2 separate regions of the Mus musculus genome follow, and region 2 is linked to region 1. The links are chromatin contacts, called in public promoter capture Hi-C maps. All regions are on one chromosome and are shown on one strand. The core of a region is the stretch at or near the end of the contact, and the rest is flanking DNA. Distances in the headings are between cores, read along the strand shown.

The links. Promoter capture Hi-C pulls out the DNA fragments that hold promoters and counts their contacts.
Region 2: a promoter capture Hi-C map of liver shows a contact between it and region 1, with 3 times the contacts expected there. The contact joins the enhancer-like site here to the promoter of Arg1 in region 1. A contact is called at or near these places in 14 of 39 promoter capture datasets (the 3T3-L1 cell line, the C10 cell line, the HPC-7 cell line and 7 more), 1 of 115 datasets of contacts at active chromatin or transcription factors (hepatocytes) and 3 of 9 other capture datasets (adipose tissue, embryonic stem cells and macrophages).

Annotation. Positions count from the first base shown.
Region 1 is chr10:24,925,644-24,929,306 of GRCm38.p6, forward strand. Arg1 (arginase, liver) reads right to left here and starts at 1,827. Exons shown (of 8, transcript NM_007482.3): 1 at 1,669-1,827. The coding sequence starts at 1,725. It overlaps Gm40616 (a long non-coding RNA gene), which reads left to right. Exons shown (of 4, transcript XR_001779741.2): 2 at 1-174; 3 at 1,319-2,130.
Region 2 is chr10:25,512,070-25,515,875 of GRCm38.p6, forward strand. It overlaps Epb41l2 (erythrocyte membrane protein band 4.1 like 2), which reads left to right. Exons shown (of 20, transcript NM_001199265.1): 19 at 904-1,012. The coding sequence ends at 1,011. Among named protein-coding and RNA genes, the nearest start is that of Smlr1, 22 kb to the right of the region's middle. Within about 2 kb of position 1,957, at least 3 of the 459 cell types and tissues checked have an H3K27ac peak or open chromatin away from gene starts, as enhancers often do. A contact at or near this core is called in hepatocytes and liver, where this site is marked.

The DNA of each region.
Region 1 (3,663 bases), core at 577-3,076:
TTTTAATTGTTGTTGTTGTTGTCATCATTTTCAAGTCTGTTTTATAAACCATTTCAAGGATAAATGAAGGGCTGGTGAGATGGCCCAGTGCCTGAATGTATATGAATCTTGAAGACATAAACACACACACACACACTTAAGAAGAAAAGTAAAAATTTTAAAACAAAAGAACAGGTAAGCATATTATGGATTTTTTTTTAAATGTTTGCTTCATTATGTGTGTGTGCATGTGGGGGTGGCTCATGGAGGCAGAACATGGTGCTGAGTTCTCTGGAACTTGAGCTATGGGCAACTGTGAGCCGTCTGGTGTGGGGGATGGGAACTGAACCCTTGTCTTCTCAAAGAGGAGCAAGTGCTCTTAACCACTGAGCCACTTATCCAGACCCATATTGTGATTTTTTGTTTGTTTGTTTGTTTTGGTTTTTCGAGACAGGGTTTCTCTGTATAGCCCTGGGTATCCTGGAACTCACTTTGTAGACCAGGCTGGCCTCGAACTCAGAGATCCACCTGCCTCTGCCTCCCGAGTGCTAGGATTAAAGGCGTGCGCCACCACGCCCGGCCATATTGTGGTTTTAAAGGCATCATGAATCAACAAAATACCCCCATATTCTAGTGTTCTGGGAGAGCTCTGTGGAGATTTTTCCATAGAAGGTGAAATGCTATTACTGATACCAAATACAGTCTGGGTCTCCAACCTTCCACAATTTGTATAGTGAAGAGGGTGTGTGTGTGGGGGGGGGCGGGGGGCAGATTATATCTTTAGGTTCCACAGTTTAAAAGGCTAAAGGCTGCCTGAGTCTAAAAGCCAAGAGAAAGACCCCACGTAAAACAAAAGGACCCAGGAGTCACACACCACCTTGCTTGGCTTGGATTCCCCCCGTCCTTTTTAAACACAGAGAGTTGGAGCCTAAGGCATCCTGCTATCTCATTCTAATTAGCAGCCTGAGCGTATCCACGCAGACGGGGAATGAGGAGCGCATTTAGGCAGTGCTGACATGCGTGAGTCACTTAGGCGGGCTAGGCAGAGATTTATGGATCCATTAGTCGTGCAGACCTGATGTATTGTTTTATTTGTTCTCCTTAAAGAGAGATGTAAACCCCCCACCTCCCCCCCCATCTCCCCCCCCCAACTAATACTCAAAATCATTAAGCTCAAAATACCATGAATTCTTCGCAAACTTGCAAAAGCTCTATTATTTAAGTTATCCAAATTAAAACAAGCCTAAAGGCTACCTACCACCACCCATTACATTTTTCTAAGCATGAATTACGTAACCAGACTAATGTGTTTTCTTACAATCTCTCACTCCATACTCAGAAAACATCAAAAGCACCAAGAGCCACCGTAACTATGAGAGAAACTGCAGCCCAGACACAGGTGATCTACATCCAGAGGGTTTTTCTTCAAGCTTTGTAGTGACTCTTTGTCTTGAAATGGACTTTGGCAGGATCCAAAAGTCGGCAAGCATACTATGCCACACAGTGGTGAAGAGACTTGAGCTCTAGCACCTGGAGCCCAGATGGTGCTGGGAAGCTTGTAGCCCCAAGGCAACGCCTGTTAAGTGTTAAGAATGTAACATTTCCAGCTTGCAGCTAGACCACGATGCCTGGCAAGTGTTAAAATGTAACACTTCCCAATAAATTCCAGTCATTCAAAGCCAAACTCACCTGTCCTTTTGAGAAAGGCGCTCCGATAATCTCTAAGGACTTTGGCTTGGAGCTCATGCTCTCTCTGGGTTCCAGCGGCTGCTGCTGCTGCATGTGCTCGGGCTGTCCAGCTCCTCTCCACCGGCCGTAACCCTAAAAGACAGAGGGCACATCTTTTTCCCCCCTTATAATCAGGTTGGATCTGTTTATCCAACAACTGGCTCCGCCCACCGAATGGAAGAATGACAGAGTCAACAGAACCTCCCCATCAGAGGAACTACCATTCTTCCCTCTGAGCATTATTCATCCGTCCAGTTCACACCCTTTTGAAAAAGCCAGCTGGATGACATTAATCTCTCCTCAGACAATTGACAATTATGTGTGATTTCATAACCTCATGTGAAGTGCTAGGCTTCCGGCCTGGGCACCTCAGGGCAGGGTGCTCACCTTTTCCAGGATTTAAGTCCACTGGGGACTTGCAAGGTGAGGCTAAAACAGCAAGTGGGGGGGGGGGGTGAGGGGGTGGGGGGGGTGTCTCTTACTTCCCTCCTGTTGAGCATCCTGAGTCAAGGCTTCAAGTTCTGGGGAAAGTGAGACACATTTCATGTGTCACCAGGTTACACTGTCTAGGAAAGCATGGGGCTGGTTTTTGTTTTATATTGTTGTTGTTGTTATTATTATTATTATTTACAGGAAGGCATCATTTATTTCCCTGACAACCCAAAGCAGTTCTATTTTTGAAATACAGTCTCCAGGAAAATCTCATTTTTGGAATCATGATATCCCAAGATAGGGAAAGCAAACTAGCTAATATGAGTTGTCTTTGTCGTGTGCCAAGTGCTATTCTAGTTAATGTTCTTTCGCTTCCTGTTTCCTCTTTAAACTAACTTCAGACTGAGAATCATTCTTATGCTGTTTTGCCCAGGAAGAGACTGCAGCTTGGTGAGGTTGCTAGTCACATACAGGTTGCAGAAGAATCGAAACGGAGCAATGGGCATTCTGCACCCGCCGAGCTGCCGCGATTCTAATCTACACACCAGCAGAGTGTCAGCAGGGCCCCCTGAGATCTAGGGCAGATGAGAGAGGCCAGCCGGTAACACCAAGCCCGATGACCCGAGTTTGACCCGAAGAACCCATTTGGTGCAAGGAAAGAGTCAACTCCTCCAAGTTGATCTCTGACCTCCACGTGGGTGATGTGGTCCGGTCCCTGTGTAAAGCCACCCCCAACACTAAAGAAATATTTTTAAAAGTATTAATTTAGAAGAAACACAACCAAGTATTCTCCCAGTTACAAAGTTACATGATTATAATTTTAAAAAGAAAACCCACATGTCAGAAGTAAATTTCTTTAACCTTGTGAGGACAAAAAGCACCCAGAATTTTAATACCTCAAGAAAGATTCTGTTCCCTCTACCATCAGTACATAGAATCGTTCAGTACAAAATAAACATTGACTTATTGATTGAATAAATGTATTGCATTTATTGAATGAATAAATCAAGAAGCCAAAGTCCCTCAGGACCATTTTGATACCTCCTTTTCAAATATATTTTTCATCTTACTATGTTTTTCTGATATACGGTTATAGATTTTTTTAAAAAATTGATTTATGTAAGATAGAATTTTCCTATATATTTGAAGCTAGCTAGGAATTTAAGTTTTACCTGCTCCCAGATCCCAAATGTGCACCTCTACATTTTTGTTTGCTTTTTGGAGACATGTTTTCTTTGTGTGGCTCTGGCTACCCTAGAACTAGCCCTATAGACCAGGCTAACCTTGAACTCACAGATAGCAATCTGTCACTGCCTCCTGAGTGCTGGGATTAAAGGTGTGTGATACCACCACCTGTCAATACCTCTACATTTTCTTCTATTTAATTTAAACTTTCTCTTTCTTTGGGCCTCTTGGTGCTGGCCCACAAATTCCAGCTATTTGAGAGGATGAGGCAGGGGGATTATAGGTTCAACACCTGCTGGGGTTATAGGGTTAGTTCAAAGGTCAACACAGAACCTGCCC
Region 2 (3,806 bases), core at 707-3,206, 590 kb after region 1:
ATTCTTTCCAAGACTTTGTTCTTGTATGGTTTTGTTTTCTTTATTTTTCCTCCAAACCTTCTTTACAAATAAAATTGGCAATAATTAAGAAAGATATGTCTCTCAAAAATAGGGTCTTTCCATGTTACATAGTTTGCTCTCTGATGAGACAGAGGTATTTTTAATCCCTACCTTGTCGGTGGAAGAGACCATGAAGCCGTGCTTTTGACACTGGATGCTCTTCACTTGCTGCTGATGGTGGCTGCCTGTTTGAGTCTTCAGCTGCAGAAAAGGGCCTGCAAGGTCCATCTGCTCTTTGTCTTAGTGATGGCTTCTATTGTTATTGCTGTTCTTTTTTCTGTCTCCTATAGGTTTATAGGTGTTTTTTTCTGTTAATGTTTAAAATTAGATAGCAAAGACTAGGAGGCCTGCTCCCATGTCTTGGAGTTCCCAGCTGTCTGTATGGTGGCTATACTTGAATGTTCATATAAGGCACTACACTTTTGGTTGACATCATTTACGTTCATACAGCAAACCTCAAAATATTCTTTATTGCCTTAGTCTGCACTTCCAGGTAAAAGTTATATAAGGCTCAGAGAAAACTTATGTTCTCCTAATGTGCGTGCAAGCCAAAACTCAGTATAGTACAGTGAGTGCACCCAGTTCCAGGTGAGAACGGGCTTCAAAGCCAGCGAGCTCTCCTCCATGCATCACCCTGCTGAGGTGCACAGGAAGGACAGGAAGTGCAGAACAGCAGGTATTCTTTGCCACGACCCCAATTCAAACAGCCCTGTTACTGTAAAGGAAGGCACAAGAACAGATTGCTGGAGCTTGTGTCTGGTTGATGAAGTTGCGTGTATTCTGCCATCTTTGTGTGGAGCCAAATACTCAGCTCATAGTTGCTTGTTCTTCTGACCCTGGTAGGCGCTGGCTCAGGCCATACGGGAAGCGAGAGAGCAGCACCCTGATATGTCGGTCACAAGGGTGGTAGTGCACAAAGAAACAGAGTTGGCGGAGGAAGGAGAAGAATAAGGTAAGTGAGCCTGGCCATCCGCAGCCTTGCCTGGCTGCCCTGTGTCCCTGTTTGTGCAGTTCTCCATCAGTGTCTTCACCGGATGAGTTTCTCCACATTGTTGTTCTCTTCGAGCACAAACCTCTGGCTGGCTGTCTAGTGCCAATGGCCTTCTAAAGAAGCTGCCAGCAGTGGGCACTTACGCTCCTTCTCCCATCAAGTGTGCTAGTGCACTTGGTAGTTAGTAGTCACAGTGACTGCTGGGGGCGATGCTGGCACCTTTCTGCTAGATTTATAGTCTTTAAAATCTATATGTTAAACATTATGTATCAAACAGTGAGCTATAGAGAGAGCATAAAGCTAGTATTGCCTAAAAGTTTAAGATTTTAGCTGAACCAAAGGGGAAAATAGTGATAAGTGGTGTTTAATATAACCAGCAGAAAAGGACTAATATTCTCAACAAACTGGGAAATCTAATAATTTATGAAGAAAATGTAAACACTTCTGGAGAAAAATAGGCTAATGATCACACAGGTAAACCATTTGAAAACTTAAGTACAAACAAAAAACTTTGGCCTTATTCTTTTGCTTAAATCATTAAAAATTATACATCTAGTATAACATTTTTTACCCATGTGGTAAAAATGTATGTTTTAATCACTGCTTGGAGATTGTGAGAAGAAACCATAGTTACATACTATATATTTTATTTCTTAGAAGACAATTTGGAAAAACCTATCTCAAAGTATTTACATTATAGTTACCTATCTTTAAACTACCTTTGAGAATTTAATGAGGGCAGTGAGATGGCCCAGCAAGTAAAAGCTCTTGCTTCCAGCTAGACAACCTCAGTTCCGTCCCTGGGACTCATTTTCCAGATGGACAGCCTCAGTTCCACCCCTGGGACTTCTTGCCTGCAATGTTGGAGGACAAACTAGGGCCTGCAAATGCTCAGTTGTTTGTGTTGCTGTGATGAAACAGCATGATGAAAAGCAGCCAGGGAAGGGGAGGGCTGACTCAGCTTAAACTCCACACCACTCTTCATCATCAAAGGAAGTCAGGACAGGAACTCAACCTGGAGGCAGGAGCTGATGCAGAGGCCATGGGGGTGCTGCTTACTGGCTTGCCAGCCTGCTTCTTTATAGAACCCAGGATCACCAGCCTAGGGATGGCACCACCACGATGACCTGTGCCCTTCCCCATCAATCACGAATTTTGAAAATGCATTACAGCCACATCTTATGGCAACATCTTTTCAATTAAGGCTCCCTTCTTTCTGATGAGCACAGCTTCTGTCAGGTTGACATGAAATCAGCCAGTACAGAAGATGAGGTGGGGAAACTGCTATTGCTCCAAATGTTATCCATCAGCTTCTTACAAAGAAGAAAAACGGGGCTGGAAAAATGGGTCAGTGGCTGTACTTCTAAAAGAACTGTGTTTGGTCCCTGGACCCACTTTGGGCGGCTGCTTATCTTTTCAGGAAATTCAGTGCAGACTGTGAGCACCTAGATGTATGTCTTTTTTCTTTTAATTGAAAATAGATTTTTTATATAATATATTTTGATTATGAATTCCCTCCGAAAGCTTCTCCCAGCTCTTTTCACTATCTCACCCACTCAAATCTCTACCCTTTGTTTCTCTCATTCGAAAACAATCATTAAAAAAATAAAATAAAAACAAATGAACCAGAATAATACAAAACAAACAAAAACGAGCAAAAGAAAAAGCACAAGGAACACACAGACGCAAAGACATACCTTTGCATATACAGCAACCCATACAAGCAATGCAAAGACATACGTTTGCATATACAGAAAACCTATACAAACAAAAGTAGGAAACCATTTAAAAAACAAACAACCAAATAAAAATAAAACCTTGCAAAATATCATTGAAATTTTTTTGTGTGTTGTCCATCTACTACTGGGAAGAGTATGTGCCCTTAAGTGTGGTTTATATACACAGCAAGACTTCATTGGAGAAAACATTTTTTTTTCCTTTGAAAGCAGTTATAATTTAGAGCTAGCTTCTGGGTTAGGGGTGGGGCTTGTGTCCCCTTTCTCTCAGTACTGGGACCCTATCTGGCTTAGACCTGTGTAGTCCCCATGCATGATATGTCGGTCCTGCGGTGTCTAGAAGACTTGTTTCTTTGGTGTCTTCCCTACTGGGTCTTAAATCTTTCATTCTAACTTCTACAGAGTTCACTGAGCTCTGTATGGAGGGATTTGATGGAGACATCCTATTTAGGACTGGGTGTTGTTCCAAGGTCTCACTCTGTATCCTGTCCAGTTGTGGGTCTTTGTGTTAGTTGCCATCTTGTTCAAGAGAAGCTACTCAGATGATGGCTGAACAAGGCACTAATCTATGAGCATTGCAGAGTGGTGTTGGAGTCTTGTATGCTGTGTGCCTTTAGCAGGACAGTAGTGTTGGGTTTCCTCCTGCATCCATTACCAGCTAGTATTAAGTTCTTGACCACATGAGCAATGAATGTTAAGCTTGCATTTCATCTCATGGAACAGACCTTAAAAAACAACTAATCATATAGAGGCTGGTCGCTGCCACAGCTTTTGTGCCACCACCACATCTTTGTATCCTACAGGCAGGACACATCTATAAACCAGATTTGTAGTTGGGTTGGGTTTAACACTGTCTTTTGATAGTGTGCAGATAGTGTACTTCAAGTACCATGCATGGTAGGTAGTCCATGAGAGGTGAAGGCTCTGGTAGGTACCAGTTTGACTTCTCCATGCTCTGTGAGGTGTGTGGATGTTGTCTTGAGTAGTAGGCCTTTCCCATCAGCGTGTGGAGAGCAGCC